3 separate regions of the Mus musculus genome follow, and regions 1 and 3 are each linked to region 2. The links are chromatin contacts, called in public promoter capture Hi-C maps. All regions are on one chromosome and are shown on one strand. Each heading gives the region's core, a stretch centred on a gene start, on an enhancer-like site or on the middle of the called end of the contact. The rest is flanking DNA. Distances are from core to core; before and after follow the strand shown. Region 1 holds the start of Idh3b (isocitrate dehydrogenase 3 (NAD+) beta). Region 2 holds the start of Mavs (mitochondrial antiviral signaling protein). Region 3 holds the start of Pced1a (PC-esterase domain containing 1A).

Evidence for each region. Promoter capture Hi-C pulls out the DNA fragments that hold promoters and counts their contacts.
Region 1: a promoter capture Hi-C map of liver shows a contact between it and region 2, with 2.3 times the contacts expected there. The contact joins the promoter of Idh3b here to the promoter of Mavs in region 2. A contact is called at or near these places in 2 of 39 promoter capture datasets (liver and pre-B cells) and 1 of 115 datasets of contacts at active chromatin or transcription factors (pancreatic cancer cells).
Region 3: a promoter capture Hi-C map of pre-B cells shows a contact between it and region 2, with 2.1 times the contacts expected there. The contact joins the promoter of Pced1a here to the promoter of Mavs in region 2. A contact is called at or near these places in 1 of 39 promoter capture datasets (pre-B cells) and 1 of 115 datasets of contacts at active chromatin or transcription factors (microglia).

Annotation. Positions count from the first base shown.
Region 1 is chr2:130,283,134-130,286,081 of GRCm38.p6, reverse strand. It overlaps Idh3b (isocitrate dehydrogenase 3 (NAD+) beta), which reads left to right and starts at 1,631. Exons shown (of 12, transcript NM_130884.4): 1 at 1,631-1,700; 2 at 1,834-1,911; 3 at 2,046-2,144; 4 at 2,253-2,373. The coding sequence starts at 1,665.
Region 2 is chr2:131,232,727-131,235,673 of GRCm38.p6, reverse strand. Mavs (mitochondrial antiviral signaling protein) reads right to left here and starts at 1,611. Exons shown (of 7, transcript NM_001206385.1): 1 at 1,547-1,611.
Region 3 is chr2:130,423,003-130,425,702 of GRCm38.p6, reverse strand. It overlaps Pced1a (PC-esterase domain containing 1A), which reads left to right and starts at 1,415. Exons shown (of 7, transcript NM_178762.4): 1 at 1,415-2,291. The coding sequence starts at 2,168. Vps16 (VSP16 CORVET/HOPS core subunit) reads right to left here and starts at 1,383. Exons shown (of 24, transcript NM_030559.3): 1 at 1,256-1,383. The coding sequence starts at 1,308.

The sequences.
Region 1 (2,948 bases), core at 382-2,881, 950 kb after region 2:
CCCAGGAACTGGAATTACAGATGGTTGTGAGCTGTCATGTGGGTGCCGGGAACAAAATCTGGGTCCTCTGCAAGAGCAGTAAATGCTCGTAACTACGGAGCAGCCTCTACCCACCCCCATGTATCTGCTTGTGTACTTTATAGGGCCCTAGAGTCTTCTCCCTGATGGTCCTGCTCAGATACCTGATGTGCCTTGAGTGAAAATGGCCAGTTTGAACTGGAGAGAGAGAGAGAGAGAGAGAGCCCAGCTGCTTCCTGATCTTGCTGCCGTCCCTTCCCCTCTGTGGTGACTGGGGTCTCCTGGAGCCATGAGCTAAAGTAAATCTGTTCTTTCGAAAGCTGCTTTTGTCTGTGTTTTGTCCCAACAATGATAAAAGTAATTGATACAAGTCCATTAGGCAGGCATGGGGTACACGCCTTTAATCCTAGCACTTAGAAAGCAAAGAGGCAGGTGGATCTCTCTGAGTTCCAGGTCAGCCTGGTCTACATAGGAAGTTATAGGTCAACCAGGGATATAAAGAGAGATCCTGTCTCAACAAAACATACATGCCTGTTCTGATACACTTTCCGTGTAGCACTCAATAAATTATATGAGATACTCAACATTCTATTATAAAATAGACACTGGGTTTAGCAATCTAATGGAGTTTTGAGAGGAGATGATATAGAGGACCCGCCCCCCATCCAGGATCCCTGGGGACATAACTAAGCAGCTAAATCAATGTCAGTAACTCTTTATTTCCAGAAGTAGTGGGAGAGAAACTATCAGCTATCATGATGAATGAGTTTTCTGTTTACTGCATGAGAACAAATTCATGAGTGAAACACACACAGATCTATAATCAAACTATTGAAAACACACCATTTCACCTGTAATACATACATGGCTAGAGGTGCCCTGCAGGATAGTTATAATCTTCATCATATGTACAAAGGAGAATGTACAGGGATATACACAGCAATGTTGCTGAGAAGAGCCCAAATCAGATTTCATACTAGGTATCTGCCTATTTAAGAAAGGATTAAGCAATTTAGTAAATTTAAATTATAGCATACTATACAGTGGAGCAAAAGAATTAGCTTTTATTTTTCAGCTTCTTTTTTTTTTTTTCCAGGATGTGGTGGTGCACACCTTTAATTCCAGCACTTGGGAGGTGGAGGCAGGCGGGTCTATGAGTTTGAGGCCAGCCTGGTCTACAGAGCTACCTCATCAACTCCAAGTTAGTTTTCTTATCATAACCAGTTTTCTTTGTAATCTGAATTATTTTACCTATTTAAAAGAATTCTAAGTGACTAACAGTGAGTACTAGTTAAGAGAATAACGCATAACAGAACATTCAAACATTCACAAATTCCCAAGACTTCTCAACTTATTGTTAAACTCACATCCTTGTTCAATACTTGGCCATATATATTTGGATGTTGTTTTGAATTTTCAAGAGAAATTAAATCTGACGAGTGAAAACAAAGCAAACAGACAAACTGGTTGTGTGTCCTGTGACCCTACATTACCAAACAGAAGGAGAGAACTCAAGTGAATCCGTACACACCGCCGATTGGTACGGGAGAAAGAACCGCCAAGCTCGCCAGGGCTGACAGGAAGTCCAGCTCCCACGACCGCGCTCGCTTCCGGCGTCACTTCCCCCGCGACTTCCTCGGCCGAACATGGCAGCGCTGAGCAATGTCCGCTGGCTGACCCGAGTGAGGCCCGGGACGACCTGAGCGGAGGGTGGGCGGGAGAACAGAGGGTTTGTCCGCGGTTTCCAAAAGAAGGCAAGGTCATCGCGGTGTAAGGGGCCGCGGTGTCCCCGATCTGACCTTGTGTCTGTCGCAGGCGGTGCTCGCCGCTCGGAACTCCGGGGCATGGAGAGGTCTCGGAACATCTACGGCTCACGCCGCTTCCCAGAGCCAGGTACGCTTGAGTCCAGCTTCGTTCTCGCCCATCCTTGTCGCCTCCTTGCCGCTCCCCTGGGTTTCCCCTCCCCACCTCTTTCCCTCTGACTCCCACTTCTGCCCCTGCTCCATCTCTGCTGGCCCCACTCACAGGCACAAGATGTGAGGGTGGAGGGTGCCTTTCCTGTGACCATGCTGCCTGGAGACGGCGTGGGGCCAGAGCTCATGCATGCTGTCAAGGAAGTGTTCAAGGTGAATAGCCCGGGGCGGGGGATGGGTGGCGGATCAGGCTACAGGGATGGATGGGTTGTTGGAAAGTTCAGACCTGACCCAGCCCTGTGCTTGGACTTATCCCTGAAGGCTGCTGCTGTCCCTGTGGAATTTAAGGAGCATCATCTGAGCGAGGTGCAGAATATGGCTTCTGAGGAGAAGCTGGAGCAGGTGCTGAGTTCCATGAAGGAGAACAAAGTTGCCATCATTGGTTTGTATGGCACTCTGTCATTTAAGAGCAGTGTTCATAAAGCCCCTCTCTCTGCAGTGTGTATATATCAGTTTTCCAGACTGGCCTCTACTGACATTTAGGAATTTGTTTCTTCTCAGTGGCAAACCAGGAGTTAGTGATGTCAGGAAGGGGTTGGGACCTGCTGAGGCTGTGTCACCGGGGTCAGACCCTGTTAGTTGTGTCTGCGTGCCCATTCTTTTTTGGTTTGTTCATTTATTGTTTGTTGTTGTTGTTGTTGTTGTTGTTAGTTTTTCCAGGTAGGGTTTCTCTGTGTAGCCCCGGCTGTTCTGGAACTCTCTGTAGACCAGGCTGGACTCGAACTCACAGAGATCTGCCTGCCTCTGCCTCTCTGCTCTCTGCCTCTGCCTCCCAAGGGCTGAGATTAAAGGCACGGCCACCCTAACCCAGTGTGCGCTGATCATTCTAACCACTCCATTTCTTCTCTTGTGCTGTTTTATTCCCCATATTGGATTTTTAAAAATTTATTTATTTATTTATTTATTTAGCTTGTAGGTTTCCTCCTATAGACCCACTTTCTTGGACAGCCTCACTTG
Region 2 (2,947 bases), core at 362-2,861:
GCTCCGTTTTGACAAGTTTAACAAGCTGTTGGTTTCCAAGAGTATTGTTCAGGAGAGAAGAAGGAAGGGATAGAAGAGGGAACCAAGTGCCCATCATGGAGTCTGAGGCCTCTGAGAGACAGTGCAGGGAGTACCCACGGCTGTTGCAGGTGCAGGCCCCTGCCACGTGGGAGGCGGGGTGCCAGTTCTGCCTAGTGACCTCTGCCACTGCTAACTACCAAATGCTACATTCCTACAAAGAGCTAAGGATGGAAGGCTGGGAGATCAAGGAGATAAGATTGAGGTCTGTTGAGCCTTCAGGGGATGAAAAATGAGGCCTCTGTAGAGGCCAGCCTGATGAAACCCTTCCTCCCCCTTTCCCAGGTCACCTAGAAAGATGTGACGATGAGGGAGTCAAATTATTGGTTTTCTGCAGTCCAACCACAACTCTGAATGCAGCCTGGGGGCGGGGAGTGGCATGGAGCCCCACCAAAAGCAGAGGAAGCTCACAGTTATTCATTTCTCGAAGGTTCTCTGTTAACAGAGGCAGCCTGAGGTCCTTTTACTTATGTCCTTTAACACAATCACAAGAGAGGAAGTGATACCAAGCTACACGGCTGACCTGCAGTGTGGAATTTGTACCCAGACTTGTTGCCATGACCTAACAGCATAGAGGTCCCTGCAGCAGGAAAACCACAAAGCCCCTCTTTACACCAAGGTCACTGCCTGGGGATGTGACTATAGGGTGAGAAGATGCAGCATTTAGGCTCTTTGAAGACATAAAAGTCTCTCAGACACAACTGGCATCAATGCTGCCCTTACTGACATTCACCTGAGTTCTGAGATCGAGGCTGAATGCCCTTCAAGTTTTTGAAGCTTCCCGGTATCCAAAGAACATTGTTTTCTGCTTTCTTTTGATTTCATCCTTTTCCTCAAACTTCTTTCTTATATCAGACCCTTTCTTATAACAGAAAGGGAGGTGGCAAGAGTGTCCTGGACACAGCAAAGCTTCCGACCTGACTTCCACAGAGCTTCTGTCCGGGTCGTGGAAATAAATATCCACACTCCCGAGGGACAAGTCTCCTGGCCTCGGACTAGATTCCTGTCGGGACTCAGGTCTCCAAGTGCAGGGAGGCTGTTTTGAACAGATGTTATTGCCTGCAACTGCCCAGATCCAGGATCAGGCCGTAGCCCGGACTGGCAGGCCTACTCCCTGGCGCGGCTGCCACAGGTCGTTGCTCGTAGCCAGGCCTCGCTCGAGTCACCAGGGCCTGGGAGAAGCAGGGGGCACTCCGAGGTTCTTTCTGTCCAGCCTGGGCAAACTCTCGGCACCACCTACCTGCTTGCTAAAGGTGCTGGATGCGGATCAAGGAACTGCCGGGGTCGCGAATCCGTGTGTGGCCGACCTCATTCTCCCCTAGTTCAGGAGCCTCTCCGACCCCACGCGCCCAGGCCCAGGGCGCCCATGCGGACTCCCAGGCGTAACTGGCCCTAGCCAAGGTTCCCTCCCTGAAGGATCTCAGTGAACACAGAGTCCTGAGCACCGACGCCCAGGCTGCAAACTTACCAAGAGAAACCAGACTAGGCAACAGGTTGACCGCGTTCGACTGTGCAGAGCCCTCGCAGATGAAGGGGGCGGGACGAAGCCAGCCACGCAGCTATTGGTCAGGCGTGGGGAGGAGGGGCGGGATCGGAAGCGCAGTCATTGGCCTGGCAGAGCCAGACTGTGATAGAGTTGGAAGTACGGCTGTTGGCTGGGCTGGGGATGCCTGGGCGGAGCTGAGCTAGGCCGGTCGCAGGGCCAGTGGATGAGTCCTGATGTTCCGGAGCGGCTGGTCTAGCGGCTGGTGCCCCGCAGGCCTTGCTTGAGGTCTCTTCTGATTTCCTGCAGGTGCATTAGGGAGATTGTTTCTTCCTGCTTAGTCTAGAACACTTTTCAGGGGAAGTCCAGATACCCAGAAAACTGCAGTTCTTAGATTCCGTTCCATTCCTCAGGCAAAGCAGATCTTCTAGCCAAGTACTGGAGGAGAGAGGGTCTTCATGTGATCTGCTCCTATGTCTCCAGTGCTCCATAAACGTAGTGTCGCACAAAATGTCATAGGGACATGAGTGCCTAGCCAGATGACACCAGCTGGGCTGGTAGGAACAGGATGCAGCAAAAGACTGCATCTATCTGGGGATATGCACCAAGCTACAACCGCTTATAGCTCCAACACCAGGGTAACCCGACTCCTCTGACCTCCACTGGCTTACAGAGACAAAGGAACGAAAGCTTTTCGCTTCCAGTCAATTCTTTCAACCAGAAGTAAAAAACGAACATAGTTAAAAAGAAATCAGTTACCTCAGCACGGCTAGATGGTAGAAATGTCTTATAACTCGATGTAGGTGGAGAGTACGCAGCTGGAGCACATGTAAAAATATATCAACTGGGGCTGGTGAGATGGCTCAGCAGGTAAGGGCACTTTTTGCCAAGCCAGAGATCTGAGTCTGACCACTGTAATCTGCATAATGGAAAGAGAACTAACTCCAAAAAGCATTGGCATTTATCACCCCTCCCATCATAAATATAAAACAGGAAAAAAGCTGAAAAATGCATCAATGACATACTTAATGCTATAATCTCCTATCTAATACAGTTTTAAAGACAAGCCTAAGGGAGCACTGAGGTTAGAGCTGCCACCATGCTGGAACTCTTTGAATGAAATTAGATTTTATTACTGTTTGTTTTAGTTAGGGTTCCCGTTGCTATGAAGAGACATCATGAGCATGGCAACTCTTAGAAAATTTAATTGGCATTTGCTTACAGTACAGAGGTTTAGTTCAATGTGGTCATGGCAGGAAGCAAGGTGAAGTAGGCACCATAGCAGGCAGACATGGTGCTGTAGAGGGGCGGAGAGTTCTGCCTCTGCATCCTCAGGCAGCAAGAAGGAAGAGCAAGTCACTGAGCCTAGGTGGAGCTTCTGAATTT
Region 3 (2,700 bases), core at 166-2,665, 810 kb after region 2:
AGGTGTGCGCCACCACCGCCCGGCTCAAAGTCTTCTATTGAAATAAGACGCCAACGCAATGTCTTTGTGATCTTCGGGTACATCAATAAAACATTCTTTACCATTTTGTTGGGTAATGATTAGGTTTTGCTTGTTTCTGTTATTATTTCAAGACAGGGTCTTACTATGTGGCCCTGTCTGGCCTGAGCTATAGAGCAGGGTGGCCTGAATCTCAGAGTGCTGGGATTAAGAGGCGTGGGCCACCAAAGGCTGACCAACTATTAGGTAACAGGCACTAGCCTAAATATGCATGGGAAATAGAAGTATTCTTAGCCTTCAAGAGCTTAGCACGAGAAACTCATACCAACACTGCCCTCGTGTGCCACATATGATAAGACTCTACAACTGGACCTTTGTGAGGCATAAAAGGATTCTACTGTAGGAAAACCAAGCAGGTCCTGAAAGATGAGCAACATTCTTCAGGGTGATAAAGAGGAAAATAGCAATGCCCATAGAAGCGACTATAGAACTGTGCAAACACAAAGCCATGGAATTGCCTGGTGTGATGAGGTCCTGCAATTAATTCTGTGAAGCTGGTACACCCACGGATTGAGGATGATTGAGGTTAAGTTGGAAACCACTCAGAGAGTGACAAATGTAGGCTGACCAATTGATGAGCGCTCCACAAGCAGTTTGTACTTTATATCTTAAAAAGAAATAAAGCCAACGAGACGGTAACCATTGTAATCACGTTACTAGTTTTAGCCTTGAGAAAGACCCACAGCTAAGGGCACTCCAACCCCGGTGAGTTGCCACTGCCTCGGGTTCCTCATTAATAGTGCCCCAAGACTGAAAAGCGGTTCATCCCCTTTTCTCAGCTTTGGTCAGTACTGTCACCCCGCCCGCTGTGGCGATCCCGCCTTCCTGTGAGAGCCCCTGTGGTCCGACTTCAGCAGTTTCCGGAAGGAGACTGGCACTCGCTGTCGCCGCGGGGCGGCCTCCCTCTACGTGATCTAAGCATCCTTCCGGAGGCCAACAGACCTCGGTTTAGGGGTGGCTTCTCAGCTTGCCTCAGTTGGCGCAAAGGAAGGACCAGATTGCTGCCCCTAAAGTGCGTAAAGTGGCAGACGCTCAGGCGAGCCGCCATAGGGACGGACGCCAGCACGCGTAGTGGCCGGGGCGAGCATTGCTGGCTCTGCCGGGAGGCTCAAGCCAGCAGCAGACAAGCAAGGTAAGCTGGGCTGTGGGACGGAAGGTGGGGCGTCGGGCAGCTCACCTGTAAAAGGCAGAGTCCCCGAGTGGATTCCAGTTCGCAGTGTAACAGTCCATGTCTAGTACAGCTGGCGGCAAGAGTCGCCGAGGAAAAACCCGCCTAGCGCAAGCTCAGGCCGCACTTCCGCTTCCGCCCTTCGGGGTCACGTGACGAGGCCGCCTTAGCGGCCATCAGAACTGTGGGCAAGCTACGCTGAGCTATCGTCCTGCCCTCGGCGCGGCGGCCCGAGTGGACCTAGCCCTGGTTTCTGTCCTCCACAGCGGCCAACCTCGCTGCCTTTCTGACTCCTCCGGCGTTGGGGATCGCATAGGGCGGGACACGGGTGACCGAAAGTGGGAGCCATGAGCATCTGAGGCACAGATGCTGGAGGCGTTGGCTGGACCACCGTAGCGCACGCATGGCGAGCGCTGGGCGTCGAGCTGCGTACCTACAGCTAACCTGGGCACCCGGGCTCTGTGGGGCGGGATCTTTGCAGAACCCACCGCTCTCCAGGGGCATGGGATCATTGACTCTAGATCAGGACATCGCTGCCGAGACGCTGTCGCACGGCACCTGGGCCTGCCCTACTGGCCCGTGAATCCCTGGAGCCCCCGAGAGACTTGGTAACTGGCGCGAGCGGACGAATGCGCACGCGCGGGGCCGCCGTTGACACGTGGCAGGGCAAAGGCGTCTCTGCGCGCGCGAAGCGCTGTAGTCTAAGACTACGGCCCAAGTGACCCTTCTTCCCTCCGAGTGTGATAAAGGCTGCTGCCGTGTTGGGATTCGCCTTGCCGCTCCCACTTTCCTCCCCATTACACAGAGCAGCCAGGGAGGGGCCAGCGCGCATGGGTCATCTTGGAACAGACCGGACCTACCTAGAGTCCCTGCCCTCTGTCAGCTTATTGGCCTCTCCCTGCAGCTGGTGTCAGTGGCAGCATGGTCTTCTGTTTGGAAAACGAGATGCCACACCGCCTGCTGGGAAGCGCCATGGTCCACTTCCATGCCTCAGAAGTCCAGCAGCTGCTACACAACAAGTTCGTGGTCATTTTGGGGGACTCCAGTGAGTGACCACTCTAGGATGACATTTCACCGCCCTGTATCTTCAACCTTTTCTTTGTCTGCACGCCACATCTCCATTTCAGACTTCTCCATCTCTTACTCTGTTTCAGGACACTAGACTGCATTTTTTTCTTTTTTAAATTCCCTATGTACCTTCCCTGGGTGCCCCGGCATATCATTTGTGCACTATTTTTTAGCCCATGAGTGTGGCATCTTTATTTGTTGTTGCCCTTCATGATTTTCTTAAAAGGACCTGTGGGCTATGTTGTGTGTTTTCCTAGGGATGGGACCAACTTAATTTTGCCATTTGGTCTTTGGTCGCTGTACATAAGCTAGAGGAGAGGGAAATAGCTGGAAAGAGCAGAGCTAGGGCTTTAAAATCTCGTCTTTTCTTCTCTAAGCCAACCCTC